Linked DNA regions of Mus musculus: all the other regions are linked to region 1. Evidence: chromatin contacts called from public HiChIP or PLAC-seq data. All regions are on one chromosome and are shown on one strand. The core of a region is the stretch at or near the end of the contact, and the rest is flanking DNA. Distances in the headings are between cores, read along the strand shown.

Region 1 (3,758 bases), core at 919-3,418:
GGAGAAGCAATTCAGTCCAAAACATTGAGCAATTCCGCCACGAAGCCAAAAAGCCGTTTCCCACACCGCCCAGCCTGGGGCTTTTCTGGGCAGCTCTGTCCGACGCTGGGCAGCCCAGACTTTTAAAAGTGCCACCCACGCCCCCTCCCCAGCTTGGGTTCCCCCATGCACACCCTCCGGGTCTTCTAGAGGTCTTAGCAGACCTGGGAGTTTCTAAGCGCGGGTTCTGCAAGGACTCCCCACAGCAGACAAACAGGCCAACACTTCCTTTCTCGCCAAGGCTGGTCGCCAAGTCACTGGCAACTCCTGCACACCTGGCTGCGAGGCTCTGGCTTGGTCCTGCTGCAGACCAGGGCCGAGTCATACTGCCTTACTCTGCAGACTGCCCCACACGCCTTCCAAACAGAAAGAATCGCCGACCTCAGAAGCTTCAAAGCCAAGAGATCGCTTCCTGCTTTCCCGGCCCTGCTCGAGGGAAGTTAATCTCACATGTATAAACTGATTTCCAAGGGAATAACGGTGAAGGAGGGAAGGCTGCGCGGAGACCGCCCCTGAGTTTTGCAGGATACTGAGCGTTGGGAGGAAAGTTGGGGGGGGGGGGCACTGGAAAGGTTGCGTTCAGGCGACCAGTGCCTCGCATCCATCATCCCAGGGCAGAGAAGCACCCAGAGTTCCGTAGGCAGGAGGCGAGGGTGGTTGGCCTCTTACATTTCTGCTTACCTGCACCCACGTCTGTCCTTTCAGAGATGTCCTGACTTCTTCACAAGAGGTCAGCTCCTAGCCAGGGATCTTGCCTCTTTGCTGCCTGCGGCCAGGACTAAGCAAGAGCCAGGCCCCCCCAACCCCCGGCCGTGCAGAAAAGACTCCACTGGAGACGCAAGTGAGCCGAGTGGGGGTGGGGACTACGGAGCACAATGAGGGCCCCTCGGAGTGCAGTTTGAAATTCCTCAAATCCCAGTTGCTGGAATGCGAGGCCAGGACGACTTCTTCACTCGAGGCCAAATGTGTTTGTCATTATTCCAGATCGCTCGTCCGCGCCGCCGCTGCCGCCGCTGCCTCCGTCGCTGGAGTGAGAGGCGCACGATCCCAGCGCACTGCGGATTCCGCCCGAGGCTTCTAGCACCCAAGTAATTCGCTCCAATCTCTCCGGAACCCTTGGAGCTGCGCCCCTCGCCCGCGCGCCCCTCTCACGGTGCTGCAGCCGCCACCGCCGCGCTCAAGTCTGGCCCCAGATGTTTCCAACAGCAGCGCCGTCCAGTAATTACGAGGGCTCGACTGGCGCCGAGTGTGCCCGGCCGGCATCCGAGGTCCGACCTCCTCCAGCCGAGCCCTTCACACCTCCCTTTTTTCTTAGCGCTTTCCCGCGCCCCACTCGGCGCCCCTTTCCCCTCCACACACACACTTCTCCTGGTGCGCCCCCTCCCCAAGCTTCGCGCCGCACCACCCGCTACAGCGTAGTCCCGCCAAACCGCGGGCGACGAATGAAAATACTCATTAAAAACCTGTCCTCTTCCGTGACCCACTGCCAAGAGGCCAAGCGCCGCGGCTTCCACCCCCCCAATGTTACTTGGTGTTCGTCCCAGTAAGCACGAACGCCACCCCCACCCTGGAGGAAAACCTCAAAAATGTAAGCCTAACAATTTCTTTGGAAGGCTATAGGATTGTGTAGGGAAAAAAAAAAAAACATTGCTTTTAAAAATAGGTCTGGATTTTTTTTCATTTTCTTTTTCTTTTTCTTTTTTTTTTTTTATCTTTGACTCTCTAATGGTTACCCCCCCACACCCCCCATTCCAGTGAAGTTTATTCAGAATAAGTTACTTTCTGGACACACCACTGAACTCAGCTGTTTTGTTTTTGTTTTCCTCGTTGCCCAAAATTTGAAGTTACTTAGCTTCTTGCAGCCCCAAGTTATGATCAGGGACCTTCTTGAGAAACAAAAGTCACTTTTTCCTCTCCCTTACCTTCTCCTTCTATGTCAATTTGCAAAGAAAATCCGATACCCGGAGTGAAAAGTAAGCCCCAAGCTTCCAGTCCTTCCCCGCAGCTCCTCCGTTTGTTTCTCTCCCTCAAGCTCCAACAGTAATGGGCTCAAAACCCGCATTTTGTAATTGATTCAATGTTATAGTCCGTCCTCCAAAAACTAATCATTTGCTTAAAGTAAATAGCTGTCAGGAAATGAAGTCCCCCCCCCCCTTGGTCTCTTCAAAATAAAAGTTTCCCTAGGACTCCTTGCTCTCTGACTCTCTCAGGCTCAAGACCTCTTCTTTGCTTTTTGCTCTTATGCAATCAGGGGGGCCAGTCCCAACCCCCAGACTTCAACAACAACGAGGAGGGGGGAGCAAACCAGATGGGGTGGGGTGGGGGGCCGAAGGGGGAGGTGTTGACGTTCTGCCGGGAAAGAGGTTTCAGGAAACTACAAACAGCCATCATTTCCAAAATGAGTTGACTTCCCAATTTGGGGGTGGGGGTGCTATTGTTTTGTATTCTCTTCGAAAAGAAAATACACGTAAAATTGCTGCTCATTTCTAAAACGAATATAAATCTAGAATTCAAATTATCCTTTCTATAGACAGTCTGGGCCTCGCTAGAAATATGGCCCTGGGGAGAAATTCTAACGCGGCTGCGTCGTTTTGAACTGGGGGTCTTAAGGGAAAGTGCCGTGTAGTTGCTAATCCTTTAATGGGATTAGGAAACTGTGGAGTCTAATAGGAAGATGATGGGTTTTTGAAAGGCTGGATTGTGAGGCGGTGTGCAAATAACGGTTGCTCGGCGTACCTTTGGGATGTTCTCCGGAAGAAGGAAAGAACGACCTTTATCCCTTCGGAGCCACTTATCTGGTCCTGCCTTTGTTTTCGGGGGTTATCTGGTCCTCGCTTCTTCTATCTTCATATGAAAACGCTCAGGCTAGGCGTGACTACCAAATGCCTGCCCTCTGCATCTTGATGGCAGAAGGATTTTTATCCTCCTAAATTCCACCCTTCCGAGTGGGTCGCACGCGACGTACCCTAGGAAAGCTTTCAGGACGTTTGAGCCACAAACCAGGGAACCCAAGACACCCAGCGAGAGACAGTTGGGACACGGCGATCCTGCTGGCGAGGGAAAGGGGGCGCTGACACTCCAGGAACCAAACCTGGGCGAAGCGGGACTTCCCGGAGCGGGTGGGGGAAGGGAGGGCCTTCGACTTGCGCTCTATTTTTGAATGCTTTTGGTGTGTGTGTGTGGGGGGGGGGGTGTGAGAAGTCCTCTATCTCCACCACCACCACCACCACCACCACCACCACCACCACCACCACCACCACCTCCATCTCACACATCAAAATTAAAATGGACAAGGTGACCAGGTTGATAACAAAACGTCGAATAACCATCGGTTATTTCACCACTATAGTGGACCTGAGGCTCTGGCGTAAATCACAGAGGTTTCCCCGAAATGCCGAGTGCTGTCCCTAAATGGGACAGGACCGACCGTGGGGATATCAGGCTCGGGAAGAGGATGCCTGGAGCTGGGCTGAGAGCCCCAATTCTCCTCCGCCCTTCTGCACGCCCGCCTCTGGTGTATCTTCAGCTCGGGTGACTGCCCTGCTCACTATTACTTCCACATGTTCCTTCAGGAAACCGTTGAAGGCGAAATGTATGAACAGCCCCTTGTTCGGAATGCTAGCAGGATACCGTAATGTTTGTAGATAATGAACAGGATGGTAAGGTCTGCGAACAGGCTTGCACACACACACACACACACACACACACACACACGGAGC
Region 2 (3,758 bases), core at 706-3,205, 220 kb after region 1:
CATCAGACAGACCTGGCTTCAGACTCTAGCTCTGCCTTTCCCTGTTATGGTTTTAATGTTATTTCACTTTTGTAAGCCTTAGGTTTTTACTTGTTGTTGGTATTGTTAAGTAATGGAGATAATAGTGAGGTTTTATATGCTTATTATCAGGATTAAATAAATTCATTTTAGGAATATACCTAGAACGTAGCTTCTAAATTGACCAATATGCATTGTATAACAAGTAACATTTTTCATGTTAGGTTGTCTGCGTGATGAAAAATCCCATGGAACATAGAGTGCTCAGACAGAAATAACAGGGCTAGAGTGGCAGCTCCCTGGGTAAGAGCACTCACTGTGTAAACGTGAGGACCAGGTTTCGGTTCACACCCAGCGCCCATGCGCACAGCTGAGTGTGAGTGGCATCTTTGCTTCTAACAGTTCATCTCAAGCATTCTCTCCGTTCATCCCCACGGCAACTCAGTGAGACAGGTGACCGGTGTAACCAGGCTTTAGCTGATTTACCATCATTGTTCTTTTGTGTGTGTGTGTGTGTGTGTGTGTGTGTGTGTGTGTGTGTGTGTGTGTATGAGTGTTTACTCACTTCCTGGCTACTGTGAGGAGGGCAGCTTTGTTCCGTCACACTCTTGCCTGGCCACAGACCCAAACCCAACAGGATCAACAGACCATACAAGGAAACCTCTAACCCTGTCAGCCCAAATAAACATCCCTCCTTATGAGTAGTTTATCTCTGGTATTTCATTACAGGAGTAGAAAGCTGAGTAACTAAAGCTACTTAGTGTATTATACTCTACAGCCCAGGCTGCCCTCATACTCGAGGCCATCTTTCTGCCTCAACCTCCCAAGCTCTGGGGTTATGGGCATGCGCCATGATGCCCAGTTTATATATCATTTTTGGGAATTCATTATTCATTTAAAATATATCAGCTTTTTGTTTTGTTTTGTTTTTCAGTTTATATAAAAGACTCCAAAGTCTTCAAATGTCCACATGATATTACATTCTTTAGTTGGTTTCTTTATTTGAAAACAGTTTCTTGTGGCTGGATGTATAATCTTATTTTATTTTTAAATTATTTACATTGCTGCCCACAGTTCAGGGTCGCACGATAGTGCCTGCTGTCTTCACTCTTGTCTCTGTGAGCTCCAAGTGCCGTTAGACGTGGGAGAATTCCTGGAAAGCCACAGTCCATTGTCCTCTAAACAATGTAATTCCAATTTAGAGCACATGGAGATAGTATCTAAAAGAGTAGAGTTTAAGACATACAGGACAGGGCCGAGGAGATAACTCGGTGGGCAGTGTGCTTGTTGTGCAACACGAGTTTGTGTTCCCAGAACCTATGTATAGCCAGATGAGGCAGCACATCTATAACCTTAGTGTTCCGGCAGCAAGGTGGGAGGCTGAGGCAGGACAGACTCTGGGTCTAGCAGGGAGAGGCTTGGGGTACGGTTCATAACAGAGTTAGCCCTAAAGATTGACAGTGCTAGAACTGAGAATCCAGGTTATGAGGCCGCAGTAGTGCTTGGCCCAGTGCAGAAAAAAAAATGTGCTGCTTCTTCTAAGTGTCTGCTTCTTGTCAGGGCAAATGCTTGCTATTACTTTCAGAAAAAAAAGAATTGAGCCTTTCGATCTGAGACACGGACTTGAGTGCTACAAAGGTGAAATCACTGGGGAAACAGTGCATGTTTACCCAGACTGCTGGGCGTAACAGAAAAGCAAGAGACTGCATGCTCTTCCAGACACTGAGGAGGAAAGCTCTGATGTGGCGTATAAGTGTCCTCAAACCCTCCCTCCCTAAGAGAGGGGTTAAGGATCCTTTAAGGAGGAGAAAGGCTAAGTTCACAGACTTAGCCAAATGATAACTTAGGTAGAGAAGTGATTAAGGCAGGCTATAAACCTGGCTTTCTTTTCTCTTCTTTTCTATGGTGCTGGGGAATTAAGCCCAGGAAAGCCCCGAGCTGCATCCTGCTCTGTCCAGACATTTTGACTCTGAACTCTGTATTATTTCTACTAGAAGCATGGCATGTCTGTCCTTGCTCGTGTGCTAGGCCCTCTTAGACCTAACCAGGTCTGCCCCCCAGATCTGGAATCACACAGACACTTTGTGAAAGTAATGAGCTGAACAATAGGCAAAGGAATTGGATGATGGTGTGTGCTAGTAGTCACAGCACTCAGGAATCTGAGGCAGGAGGACCATGAGTTGGAAGCCAGTCTGGACTGCATAGCAAGCCTCCATCCCAAAATGAAATAAAATGAAACAAAGGAGGATGTATTAGGACATTCAAGTGAAGAGATGATTTGTGTTCATTTAAAATTTTTAATTTTTATAAAATTCCAAAGTTGATCTAATCTTATTAACTCTTTGCTGCCCCCAAATGTTAGTGGATTCATAATTATGTCTCATTGATGTTCAATCTTGATGTTCACTCAAATCTGTGAAAATGAAAAATGAAGTTAGGATAAAAATTGATAATGATTTAATTAAGCAGTCAGACTCAAAATTGTTTCTTTCATTTGTAAAAGCCAGCACTATTCACCATGCAACACTACACACACACACACACACACATTACAGAAACACCACATATACAGACACATACATATATCACACACAGAGACATACACACATACTCACACACCACATACACACATCACACACATCATATGCACACATCCCCCACACAGACACACACACACATACCATACTCATGCACACATATCACACACACACCACACATATATCACACATACACAGACACACACAGAGATATACATACATATACACATCATACAACACATATACCTATAGACACAGACACACAGACACACTACTACAGTCATACACAATATACAAACACCACAAACACATCGCACATTATATAGCACACACTCACATACATATCACATATACAACACACACATCACACATATAACATCCCCCACACAGACACACTACCACACAGACATACACACACACACACACACACATCACACATCATACAACACACTCTCTCACACACACACACACACACATCACACATCATACAACACACACTCACACACACATCACGCAAGTGCCACCATCTTCCATTCCATCTGCATCCACTGGCTCCCTCAGCTGTCTTCCGGCCTCTCGCAGCAGGTTAGCATCTTCACAGCTGTAAGTGGTCCCAGCATTTCCATTAGGAAAGAGTCTTCTGGCTGGGGTTGGGTAAGGAGAAGACAGTTCAGCAGGGAGGAGAGCCACAATTCTGAAATGTTAGCCGTGTTTTCCATCAAAAACAGTCTGTTTTTGGAAACAGCAGCTGAGTTGCATCGAGTTAGGGAGCACAGAAGAGCAAGGCACTCAGCAGGTCCTCTGACTGAGGACAGTCACCTCATGACGACAGCTGGGCGGGAGCTGCCCACTTTGAAATCCAAATATAGAGTGGCAGTGCTTATTAAATGTCTGCTATTGGATGACCGTGGAGTTTGGGCCTGTCAGGGATGCTGGGTTTTGGGTTTTTGGAAGCAGACATGAGGATCATTGGACAGTGAAGAGGTTTGGAGTCTAGGATGGGGTCTTCTGGGGGCATGGGACATTATAGGTCTGAGCAGCTCTTTTAACGTTTTTTTTAATAGATTGTACTTATTTGAAAGCTGCTAATAAAAACAGCACAACCAAAATCAACCACACCCAAAGACTTAGCAACCCATGATGATCATTTTGAGATTGGTTTAAAGTTTTCTCTTTTCCTGCATCTAACAACTTCTGAGCATG
Region 3 (3,758 bases), core at 744-3,243, 150 kb after region 1:
TAAAGCCATTGCTAAACAAAACACGGTCTGTTTTCCTTAAGTAGCTTTCTTTTTGGTTAGTTAAGACTTTGATCCATACTTAAGAAGGTACGTAGATGGGTTATGTTGCTGGATTATAGTTATGGTGGCATGGTTTGTGATCTCTTGTAGGTTATAGTAAAATGTATACAAATTTTAATAAAATTAAACATCATAAACTGTAAACTTTTCTTATAACTCTTCAAATCAGATGTAGGAATGCGCCCCTGTCATACCCACATTGGAAAGGTTAAGGCATGAGGATTTGAGTTCAAAGCTAGCCCGGGCTTGGGCTACAGAGTGAGTTCTGGACTTAAACATTCAAACAGAAATCTAGTATGGACTGGAGAATTACAAGTTTATGCTGTGTTAGTTTGCTTGCTCTGACCCGTCATCTGAAGACAGGCTCACTTTAGTCTAAACTGGCCTTCACTAAATCATGCTCTTCCCGCCTCAGCCTCCTAAGTGAGGGTTGTGGAGGTGTACTGCCACACCTGGTGTAAAAGTGCCGTTTTTAGTAGAATCAATTGTAGCATGTGGTTTCAACCCGTAAGGCTGTGGCCAAATTAAACTAAAACACAGCTTTTATCCTTGCAGAACTTAACATAGGAGATGAAGTAAAACTACGGAAATACCAGGTCCGTGGAGTCCTCCAGTCAGCTGTGGGTCTCAGATGCTGTCTGTTGACATTCTTAGCCTTTTAGTTGGTGGAAGCCAGTGGTGTGTTAATACACACGAAAGGTTGTACCTGTTAAAAGGGTGTGAGAGATGGCCACTAAGTGGCTAATGATATAGGGAGCCCAGGAGAAATTGTAATTAGGCTGACACCCTCCTGCGCCCCCCCACCCCCCACCCCACCAAGTCAGTTATCCTCCATAAGAAAGTCAGTTTTTGTCTTCAGCTGTGCATTTGTGTCTACATACCACATAGAGGTAGGATTCTGACAAAAATACCCAACTCTATTTGCTTCAAGATTTTGTAGTATGCACTGAAGATTTTTTTTACCTCCATTGCTGGAATTGTTTTACATAAGATACAAAATGAAAATGGTACATGAAACAATTTAAGAGAGAAGCTTAATTTTTGAATTTTTTGTTTGTTTTGCTGAATCATCTCTATTAGAGGGACTTGGGGGGCTTTTTTTTTTCTGATACCTTATTTTCTGAATTTCTGTTCTTTTTACTGTTTTTATCCAAACAAAAATGAGAGCATTCTCAGAATTGTATTCTGCTTCTTTTTTTCTCAAATAGAGACTGCAGCAAAATGCCATCGCTGCCCACAGTATAGTTAGTATTTTAGACTCCATTGCAGAAAGCCTAAGAGAGCCCAACCTTTGTACCTACAGCCTTAGATATTGTTAAATAGCCATTCAGTTTTCTTCACATTGTGTGTGAGATGAATATTTCTTAAGACGTTTTGTTTGCTCTCCCAAAGAAATCAACCAAGGAAAAAAAAAAAAAAAACCTCAAAAAACAAAACAAACAAAAAACACCCTGTAACTCATGTGAAGCATGCAGGGTGTTGTAATTTCAGTTTGCAAAGCGCTGAGATACAATGTTGCTGAGCCAAAAGCACACGATAGATTTAATGTAGCCAATTGTGGACTTTTGAAAAAAAGAGTAACTGTTCCCTGTGAGTTAATTTTGGATTTTTTCAAAATCTCTCTTTTAGGCTTTGTGCTGGATTCTTCCAGACAAATGCGTCTTCCATGTGGGCCAGTGTTCTGCTAAATGCTCTCCGTTCTCCTTTTGCAATCAAGACTATGTTGCTAAGGAGATTTCGCTTTTATTGGTGCCATTGATTTGTGTTAATACGTTTTGAATACCTCTTGGTATTCTTCAGTAGACAAGGCCAAAAGAAAAACTTCCCCGAGTCCCCCAATTTACATGACAAACGGAGCGGTGGTGTAATGAAGCCGATCTAAAGTGGGCAGTTGAAAGGGACCCAAAGAAGGGCACTCAAGTGAGAAATGAAGAAATGCGTGAGTGCAGTCTGTAGGCTGCCTTCAGGCCAGCTGCAGGAACTGGCTCCAGCCAGAGGCAGAGTGAGGGAGCACCTCCCTCTGCAAAGACCACCCACTTTTGGAGCCCAAACTGACACACCATAGATTACCTCACTGTACAAGACCACTTAAAAGTGAGCAAGGCTCCCAAGCAGGCAAGAGATGATTCTCAGCCCCTTGAGTCCCAAGCTTACAGAGGCCTGGCCTCCTCCACGTGCCCTTTGACCTTAAGTTGCTAATGAAGTCCTCCATGAGTGAGTTCTTGTCCTCAGGACCGACATACTCACATCACCTTGGAAAAAGACTCTAACTGATCACATTTGGTTTACTCTTATATTCCTTTGTATCCCATCCCAGCTACCAAAACCCTTTCATTACTACAGCACTCAGGAGCTCCGTGAGCAGGTGACTCCAGGCTGAGCCTCAGTACATAAAAGCCCAAAGGACTGCTGTGGGGCACATATTTACACAGACTTGTTCAAACCTGTTAACATGCCAACACAGATCATGTCTTAGCCATACCTACGTAACTTGAAGGTTGTTTAGGGATGTAGCTCAGTTGATAGAGTGAGTGCCTAGCAGGCACTCAGACAGTCCTGAGCTCAATCATCAGCACCACACAAATGATGCTTGTAATCTCAGCACAGGGCAGGTGGAGGCAGGGGGGCCAGAAGTTTAGGGTACTACACAGCTGTATATCCAGTTAAGGCCAACCTGTGATTCATAAGACCGAAGTCAAAAGAATGGAAACATCATGAAAAAATTGCTATAGCCATTGGTCATGAAATACTTAGTCACTTCAAGTATTTTATAATTGTTAATTTAGTGAAAGAAAAGCATAAACTATTGGTTCTTTAATAACAAGTAATCTGGCAAGATAATTAGAGGCATCCTGTGGTCACTGGGAAATAGAAATTCCTCTCTTCACCATATCTTTTTCCTACATCCAAGATACTTGTTGGTCACTCTACCTAAAATCCAATTTTCTAAATTTTCCAAACAAAATCAGACAAGTTTTGTCAATAGTCAAAAAATACTAGCCGGGCCGGGCAGTGGTGGCACACACCTTTAATCCCAGCACTCGGGAGGCAGAGACAGGCGGATTTCTGAGTTCGAGGTCAGCCTGGTCTACAAAGTGAGTTCCAGGACAGCCAGGGCTATACAGAGAAACCCTGTCTCGAAAAACCAAAATAAAAATGAAAATAAAAAAATACTGTAGTTTGGGGTTTTTTTTCCCCCTTGTAATATTTTTACATTTAGTTTGCTTTCTAACATAGTAGTTGTGATAATATCTGCCTGGTTTGTATAGTTACAGGGCCATTCTATTACATAGAGCTAAGATTGAGGTTGGGGAATATACCTCTGCATTCTTGCTCACTACATACAAGGCCTTGGATTCAGTCCTCAGCACCGCATAACACAGGCACATTGGTGTACGTGGGAAGTGGAGGCAGGACGACCAGAAGTTCACTGTCACCCCTGGCTACACGGGGTTCAGAGTCAAAGCTGAAGTCAAGAATTCTAAGGATGAAATGGCAACTAAGGATTATAGGCGAAATTTTAAAAAGTGAAAATATGTGTGTTAAAAACATATACTGGCATTTTACTTTAAAATTATACTGGGAGAGTATGGCCCGCAGGAGACAGGCATCTCCAGGGTCACACAATGTGCATGGCATGGGTTGTTCTGCACAACAAATGAGACACAAAAAACCCCACTCATTTCACAAAGATGTAG

What was found. HiChIP or PLAC-seq counts read pairs in DNA pulled down with a chosen protein or histone mark.
Region 2: an H3K27ac HiChIP or PLAC-seq map of extraembryonic endoderm stem cells shows a contact between it and region 1. The contact joins the enhancer-like site here to the promoter of Pdgfra in region 1. A contact is called at or near these places in 4 of 39 promoter capture datasets (cranial neural crest, embryonic stem cells, hematopoietic stem and progenitor cells and 1 more), 4 of 15 datasets of contacts at CTCF or cohesin (the NIH/3T3 cell line, embryonic stem cells and large pre-B cells), 8 of 484 Hi-C or Micro-C datasets (8-cell embryo, the CH12 cell line, bone marrow-derived DN3 thymocytes and 4 more), 24 of 115 datasets of contacts at active chromatin or transcription factors (craniofacial prominence, embryonic basal ganglia, embryonic fibroblasts and 15 more) and 3 of 9 other capture datasets (adipose tissue, liver and pancreatic islet).
Region 3: an H3K4me3 HiChIP or PLAC-seq map of stem cell-derived neural progenitor cells shows a contact between it and region 1, with 70 read pairs. The contact joins the enhancer-like site here to the promoter of Pdgfra in region 1. A contact is called at or near these places in 7 of 39 promoter capture datasets (3T3-L1-derived adipocytes, the HPC-7 cell line, the SN4741 cell line and 4 more), 1 of 484 Hi-C or Micro-C datasets (the HL-1 cell line), 8 of 115 datasets of contacts at active chromatin or transcription factors (embryonic basal ganglia, embryonic stem cells, extraembryonic endoderm stem cells and 4 more) and 3 of 9 other capture datasets (adipose tissue, macrophages and pancreatic islet).

The regions. Positions count from the first base shown.
Region 1 is chr5:75,150,661-75,154,418 of GRCm38.p6, reverse strand. It overlaps Pdgfra (platelet derived growth factor receptor, alpha polypeptide), which reads right to left and starts at 2,168. Exons shown (of 23, transcript NM_011058.3): 1 at 1,962-2,168.
Region 2 is chr5:74,927,883-74,931,640 of GRCm38.p6, reverse strand. No RefSeq gene overlaps it. Among named protein-coding and RNA genes, the nearest start is that of Gm52779, 15 kb to the left of the region's middle. Within about 2 kb of position 1,955, at least 8 of the 459 cell types and tissues checked have an H3K27ac peak or open chromatin away from gene starts, as enhancers often do. A contact at or near this core is called in extraembryonic endoderm stem cells, where this site is marked.
Region 3 is chr5:74,997,461-75,001,218 of GRCm38.p6, reverse strand. No RefSeq gene overlaps it. Among named protein-coding and RNA genes, the nearest start is that of Gm52777, 15 kb to the right of the region's middle. Within about 2 kb of position 1,993, at least 36 of the 459 cell types and tissues checked have an H3K27ac peak or open chromatin away from gene starts, as enhancers often do. A contact at or near this core is called in embryonic basal ganglia, embryonic stem cells, neural tube and 1 more, where this site is marked.